Regions from separate parts of the Gasterosteus aculeatus genome. Here region 2 is linked to region 1. The links are chromatin contacts, called in public Hi-C maps. All regions are on one chromosome and are shown on one strand. Each heading gives the region's core, a stretch centred on a gene start, on an enhancer-like site or on the middle of the called end of the contact. The rest is flanking DNA. Distances are from core to core; before and after follow the strand shown.

What was found. Hi-C and Micro-C count contacts between places; a contact is called where the count stands out from the background.
Region 2: a contact with region 1 is called in a Hi-C map of skeletal muscle, with 2.0 times the contacts expected there. The contact joins two enhancer-like sites. A contact is called at or near these places in 3 of 6 Hi-C or Micro-C datasets (skeletal muscle, tail fin and whole body).

What each region holds. Positions count from the first base shown.
Region 1 is chr5:11,331,826-11,335,413 of fGasAcu3.hap1.1, forward strand. No RefSeq gene overlaps it. Among protein-coding and RNA genes, the nearest start is that of LOC120819375, 14 kb to the left of the region's middle. Within about 2 kb of position 1,911, at least 4 of the 9 cell types and tissues checked have open chromatin away from gene starts, as enhancers often do.
Region 2 is chr5:11,371,123-11,374,710 of fGasAcu3.hap1.1, forward strand. The region is part of intron 1 of LOC120818874 (C-terminal-binding protein 2); the gene reads left to right. Among protein-coding and RNA genes, the nearest start is that of LOC120818874, 20 kb to the left of the region's middle. Within about 2 kb of position 1,884, at least 2 of the 9 cell types and tissues checked have open chromatin away from gene starts, as enhancers often do.

The DNA of each region.
Region 1 (3,588 bases), core at 661-3,160:
CGTAAGCTAAAACGCCATGTGTGTTTTTCTTAAATATACACGTTGCACTATTCCGTGTTCATGAAACATGCATTTCTCCCCGCTCAACCCGAAACAGCGGGATAGTTGTTTTGCAGAACCGCAGCTGAAACCTGTTTGAAAATAGACCTCGGAGTTGTTCTTCTCCAAAACAGCTGCCATTATTCATGAATGTCAGCTACGGGATGTATTTCATATGTCAGTGTCAGAGAGATTATATTATGTTACAACCTCTGGCTGGTGTTGGTGACGGCTTTTTTTTCTCAAAATGCATCAGTAAAATAAATATTGCATGCGTTTCACCTTGAAGGATGTGGTATTTATTCTAACCAGTGCTCCGGGAGGGAAGAGAATTATGTCTCTCTCCTCCTTAATGTTCACGCATTGCATTTTGAAACACTCAATAGGCAGAAATCTTGCTGGGAGCTGGAGTTTGAGCTTTGGCTTCCTCCCATGTAGGTCACACCCTATTATGGCAAATTTAAAAAAGTTCTCACCACGACTCTCTGTTTAGAAAATGAGAAGGAGGTCCCCCGTGTGCATGTGTGTCACGGATTTAAACGGTATCATTTCACCTCCTTTTTCCGGAGTGTTTTGTTTGATCTAAATGAGAATTGGGGAAAGTGGAACAGCTCGTGAAGGAGCAGTGAGAAATCCAGACTGACGTTGCCACCTCATGGCGCTGAGATGTTTGCGGAGTAGTTGTGCCAGTGTCTTTGTTTGGAGATTAATGTTGCGTCAGTCGCATTCTTTGTATGAAGGACGCTTGCCAAATTGCACGGTGAGATCTCGCTACTCCCAAAAAACACCCATTCTGATGCAGAGCAAAAAAGGAGAGCAGCGTTTGGGGGTGTTGGGGGGGGGATCATAAATTCATCTGACATGCATGAGCTGCCGCTATTATGAGCTATTGACATTATGCCAATCAAAGCTTGCCATTTGTGGCATCATCAGCCGCTGTGTTTTAACTTTCTTATGTTTTCTTTGTATGTAGGTGAAACATTACAGGGTTGTGATGTGCGGCCGCACACACACACACACCCCAATTTAGGAGGCCCCTCTTTCCGTTTTTTTCTTCCTTTTCCGCCGGCTTTGCTCAGGGGCATGACACATTTCTAAAGGGCTTTGGATCCTCCAGCCTGATAATTCCTTCAATTATTCAATGGTCGGCTGGCAGATGAAGTGAGGCCAAGAATAAAGCAAATCTGTGGGCACATGAGCTCTGACAATACAAACACACTATTAGCACTCGTTTCCTCTGCTCGTCCTTGAAGGTGCACCAGTAGCATCCTGGGAATGCTGCTAGCAGGGGCTGGTGCTTGATGCGCAGAGCTTTCACACACTACCTGCAGATTAAAGCGCCACAAACTCTTGCTTGTCAGGTCAGCGGCACATGGGGGAAGGAGGGGGGAGGGTCTTCCTTTTTGCTCTTTGTCTAAATGTATTGCTGCATCAGGTTATAGCTCTCTTATAGTGGCAGCACCGTGGCTCCTAATGAAAAAGCGGGTGTGTGTAGGACAAAAGCAAAAGAGGGGCTGGTGTGCTCCACCCTAATGAAGTTGTTGGTCCTGTTCCTCGCTGCGCTCTGTTGGACTAACAAAGCTAATCATTGCGAGAGCAGCCCCAGACTGCAACAGAGGGACCAGGTGCTTGCACGTTATTTTTTATTTTTTTTCTTCCTCTTCTTTTCCTTTTTATTTTTTTACAACCGAGCACCTGCCTTTAACCATCTGCGCCTGCTGTCTGTAATAAGACAAGGGTGCAGCACTCACAGCAGTCCCTGGATGCATGCAAGGCTCATGCATATTCTGCATCTGCAGTTCACTGCTCAACTGTGCGCAGGCAAACCTGTCAGACAGCTTCAGATTGGTGTTGCATGTACTTTGGAAAACCTGTTTCATTCGTTTTTTTTGCCCCTGCGACATCTCTTTGTTGCATGATGTTAATCTCCTCAGCAACAGACTCCTGATGTATTTGGTTCACAGGAAGGTCAAGGACGAGTCAAAAGCCCCACCCTCTCCCTGCAACAAAGCTTGCGTGGAGGGAAAAGAAGCTGTCGATAACTCAGAGCTGCCACAAGTGCTCTGATATTTCACCTCCCGCTGTGGATCACTGCAGACATCTTTCACCAAAAGATCTTGCCGTTGAATAGCAAATTTGTTCAGGTCATGATTCAACGAGTAAAGTCATTTATGAGGTATTTCTCTGGCACAAATCTTATGTTGGCTGGATGTGACTATGTGGCCTTCAAATTCCAAATACTTCACACCGTGAATAAGAAAGTCGGAATGTACTCCAAAATGAATAAAACCGAGCCATTCATTCTTTTGAACGCGGGATACAATTGAAGCCGAAACTACGTGCCACCCTGTTCGTCTGTCTCTCACTCTCCTGCCGTCTCTTTGATGTGTGAGGTGGAAAAAGCTTTGCACCTGTGGGGAGCTGAGAGGGTGGTGGTGGTGGTGGTGGTAGAGAGTTGACAGGGGAGGGGGGGTCGGCCGGGTTGTGAGCGACCGCCAACGCACAACTGAGTGTCTATCCACCCTGGCCTGCTGTTGCTGCTGCTGCCAGACTCTGTTCTTCCAGATAAACAAATGCTAGACAAATTCCTCTTTGTTAAACCTGTGTCGACTGCTGCATAATAATGAAGGCCGGTGCTGCCAGAGCTCGTGTCCAGCCAGCAATGATCCTCCTGTCTGGGAGAACAATGAGGAAAGAATGTATTCATGCTTTCCTTTCCTTGACTGTCTCGGCTTTGGCGACGTATTCATGGCGGATCCGGAATGCGGCCCGGGGGGGGGGGGCGGGGGGGGGTAGGTCTTTCTTACTGTTCGTTTTGGTTTGGCCGTGACTTCTGGTTCGGCCGACGTGGATATCACAGGGTTCTCAAGTAGAGATTGTTAAGATTAAATTGCAGCGCAGCGCAAATAAATCGTGTCGACGCTGTACGAAATGCCAAATTTGAGGGATCTAATTACAGAGATCAGTTGGGCCCGGCTCCAACAGGCCCCCCCCCTTTTCATAGAACCCAATAGTGCCACATTAAGATAGACTTCTTTAAAATCCACATCTTAAAAACATCTCTGATATTCTCTGCAGACTCTAATTATGCATGGAGAATGTCCGAGAGCTTTGTGGGGGGGGGGGGGGGGGGGGGGGGGGGGCTGGCTAGTGGAGGACTTTGTGTGCAGCCAACATCTACTTTGATACCTGGCAGCTGGATCTCCCCATTCCAGATTAACATTACTTTTGGAACATCATGCATCGTTAAGAATAGCAAATTGGCCAGATCACAAGGTTACTGTGATAATGAGGGGAGGACGACAAGGTAAAGCACAGCGGCGAGATTCCAATGTGACTCATGTTTGCCTTCCAGGGCTGTAAATATTCCGCAGGGTGACCTCCCCCCCCCACCCCTCCCACTTCCGGAGGTCATATCCAATTAAACAAACTAGAAGAATGTAGGATTCTCTTCCATGTGTAAAAATGCAAAGTGGCAATCCCCAGCCTGGTGTAAAAATGCAAAGTCCATCATTTGAAATTCTTGTTTCCCCTCCTCCGCTCACGTGT
Region 2 (3,588 bases), core at 634-3,133, 39 kb after region 1:
CCCGCATTTGTTAGAGGAAATAACCCCGGCTGCATGCTTGATGATCTCCACAACAACAAAAACAAAAAAAAGGCTCACAGAGGAGAAAAAAAACCTCCACTTGTTAAATGCTTATGAACAGATTCCGTCCAATTCAGCGTTGAGGAGACAACCTTCATTTTAGGGGAGGAGAGCTAAGTAGCGGCGCCGCGCGATGACTCATTTCAGAGGTGCGTGAGTTTGATCCTGTGCCGCGGTGATGAATAGCTGTTTTTCCTCATCAGCACTTTTACTCCGCGGTTAATCCGCCAGACCCACCCTGTAAGGCTTCACCTAGCTGTGTGTGTGTTTTTCCTCGTCTTGATGTCAAAGGAAGGACCTGCGCTCACATAAACACACCTGCGTCTGCCCGCCCTGCTGGCATCAGAGGCTGATTTAAAGGTGTGTGTGTGTGTTTGTGCGTGTGTGTGTGTGTGTGTGTGTGCGCTGGGAGTGACATCTCGTGTAAAGTTAGTGAGGAGCCTTGTACGATACACACACATGTCAACAGGAGGCAGTGGGGGTAGACGCGTGTTACCTGGCGTGTCAGGTGTTAAAAGGACGTTGTGTCGTCGCTCACCCGCTTGATTCACTACACCTAAGGAGGTGAGGTTTTTAGCCTCGACCTCCTCCTATTAAAAACCCCCTCCCGCCTGCACTGAATTGGCATTTTTCACACCCGGGAAATTGATATTTTGTGTGGATGAGCTTTTGGGAGACGTTAATATACGTCTGCTCTGTCTGTCAGCGTGGTGGCGTGATTGTGTGGTGTTGAAAAAGGAAACTGGCCCCTTTTCCTGGTGGTTCACACGCCGAGGAAAAGATGTCCAGAGCTGCCTCACTGCGGACGCCCATTTGCAGTCGGTTCCTGCCCCCCCTGAGAGCATCCAGCTTATTTTGGCTCTTCTTCAGTGGACAGGTTACAACGGGGCGGTTAAAAGTGGAGTGACCTGGAATGCCGAGCGCCGCTCCCCGCCCTAGCTCCTCCTCTTTCTACTCAAACCACCTCTGATTAGGGAGCCGGGGGTCCTTGTGGTCATATTTTAATGTGATCCTGAGCACTTGGAGCCCCCTCCTCAGCCTCGTCTCCTCGCGGCGGAGGGGCCAGCGTTCCTCCAGAGAGCTGTTCTACATACGGCGGACAAGGAGCGCAGCTTCGCACAAAAAAGCCTGCCGAGACTCCACACCATTTATCTCTCAGCTGGAAGGTTGGGCCGCGACTAATTGACTGAGCCGTGTGCTTGTGCGTTAATACATATGTGCGTGTCTGTGTGTGTCGGTCGTATTCCCTGGCAGCGCGGCGCATCGGGAGGGCCTGAGATGATAGGATGTGGTGAAGAGGGAGAGCGAGAGAGGCCAACCTTTTGTTGAGAGCCCATCAGAGGGGCCTCCGGTAAAGTGAGTTATTGGCTGCAGTTTTCCAACATGTAGCCGTTGAAACTGGGCCGATAACCCACGCGGCGCGTTTAAAGTCGGTACCAAACCGTGCATAGCAAGGAAGGTCAAAGTTGAGCCAGAACAACGGGCTGAGAACTGGTTGCTTTTATTACCCAGTTCAATGAATCAATCAGCGCTCTTTTTTTTATTTTTTCATCCAAACTCCGTCTGACTTCTTTATCGTGCAGACCAGACCTCAGGAATCCCCTTCCGTGACGGGACGCCATGGTCGCCGATAGGACCGGCTTGGCGTAAACCAGGTAAATCTGGTCCCATTGAAGCGTTGCTGGCCGCGGTGAATCCCCTTTCCTCACACGGCGCTGGACGAACCTCGTGCTCTTTCTCCGGCTTCCTCCCACCGCTCTGCTCTGGACTTTATCAACTCATTGTTTGACTTGGCCCCTTCCCAAAGTAAGCCCAAGCACCGTTCGGAGTTGGCCGGACTCTCTCTGTGTGTGTGTGTGAGTGTGTTCTGGTGGGGGGGAAGCGCCTCGTTCTCCTGGTACCAGGAAGCTTTGAATCACGCTGGCTCTTCCTGGAAGGACCCTGGTAAGAGCCGCCTCGGTGTCGGCTCAGACAGCCCGTCTCAACCCCCTCCCCCCCCCCTCACAACGGGCGGGCTCGGCCTGCCCTTCCCGGCACGCCGCAGGCTTTTTTTTTTTGTCCTGCACTTGGAAGTTGTTTCCAGCTCTGGCTGCAGCTCGCCCCGATAACCTCGGCCTCTGGAACTCTTGAGAAACGCGAGCGGATTGATCGGATGTAAATAGCGCGAGGTGGGCCTCGGCAACTTAGAATTCAACAACAACTGCCTCCTTTCGGGTACTTTTCGAGGACGCACAATTTTCATCACCGGTGCAACAATTCTGCAGTTTGACGGCATTCGCTTCGCACGCGGCGCTCGCCCCGGGGGCTAAATATAACCGTGTCAAGCTGTCACCTGCCCACGCCGTCACAGGCCCCAGTGTGGTTGATGGAAATCACACTCTCCCGTGTCTGAGGTGCGGAGGATCTGGGCCTGCGAGGCGATAATAATAGTAGAGGCTTTGCGCCTTCCTGTTTCCCCTCGCTTTGTTTTGGCCCGCCGCTGACAGATTTACCTCCGGAGGAAAAAGGACAAAATGGCCCCCGATTGTTCAAAGTGGGGCTCGAGTGGAAAGAAAGCCGGGGCCCTTTTGGAGGAAAATAACAAAGGGGTAATAATAGATTGCAATATTAGTAGTAAACAACTTCATTGAGACCCTCTAAAGGACATTGAGAGGATTGAGATGCCTCCTCAGGGTGAAAGTGTTAATTGTCACACGGTTGCTTTTCGTTTACTTGCTTTTAGTCCGAATAGACTCGCAGAGCTTTGGCTTTTGATCGGAATCAGCTGTAAGAGGGATGGATACTGCTCTGCTTTCTTTTTTTTTTCTCCTCCTGCCGCACCCTGTCAGATAACTTCCCCCCGTCGAACTCCTCAGGGAAATTAAGTCTGCAGAAGTTATCCAACTCTATCTCAAAGCAAGCGCTTTGTGAGCTCGAGCAAAGAGGTTGTAGCTTCAGCTGAGGAAGAGGACTACACACTTCAGAGCTCATTGAATGATTCCATCTAAAGCCCCCCCCCCCCCCCCCCTCCCCCCGAATGAGATCTAATTTGTCAGCTTACTAAAAATAACCAGTGAGATAATCGTAATCTTTCTAACCATCCGTCCATCACCGATATGAATGTCCCGCCTCCGACTGATTTCATCGCTCAGCACAATGAGGCTGTTTATCCCGAAAATACGTAACGCTGTCCAAATATTTTTTGGAGTTCTATCCATCGGATGATTGATCGAATCCCGGCAGTGTGAGTGCGGTTTCTGTATCGCCGCCACACACACGCGCACACACACACACACACACACACACACACGTTGGATTGGCTGAAAAAGATTGTTGTACAGTAAAAGGATTTATGGTTACGTAATGCAATTCAAACAGATCTTAATCGAAAGACTATTTCCATGTAATCCTACGTTATTATAATCTTCTCAGCTTTTTGAGATATTATTTAAGTGATATGTTAAAAAAAAAAAAACGCAGCAGCTGTTTGAAGATTTTTTTTTAGTCATAATTAGGAGGCAAATGTTGAAATCAACTGAGACACTAGAG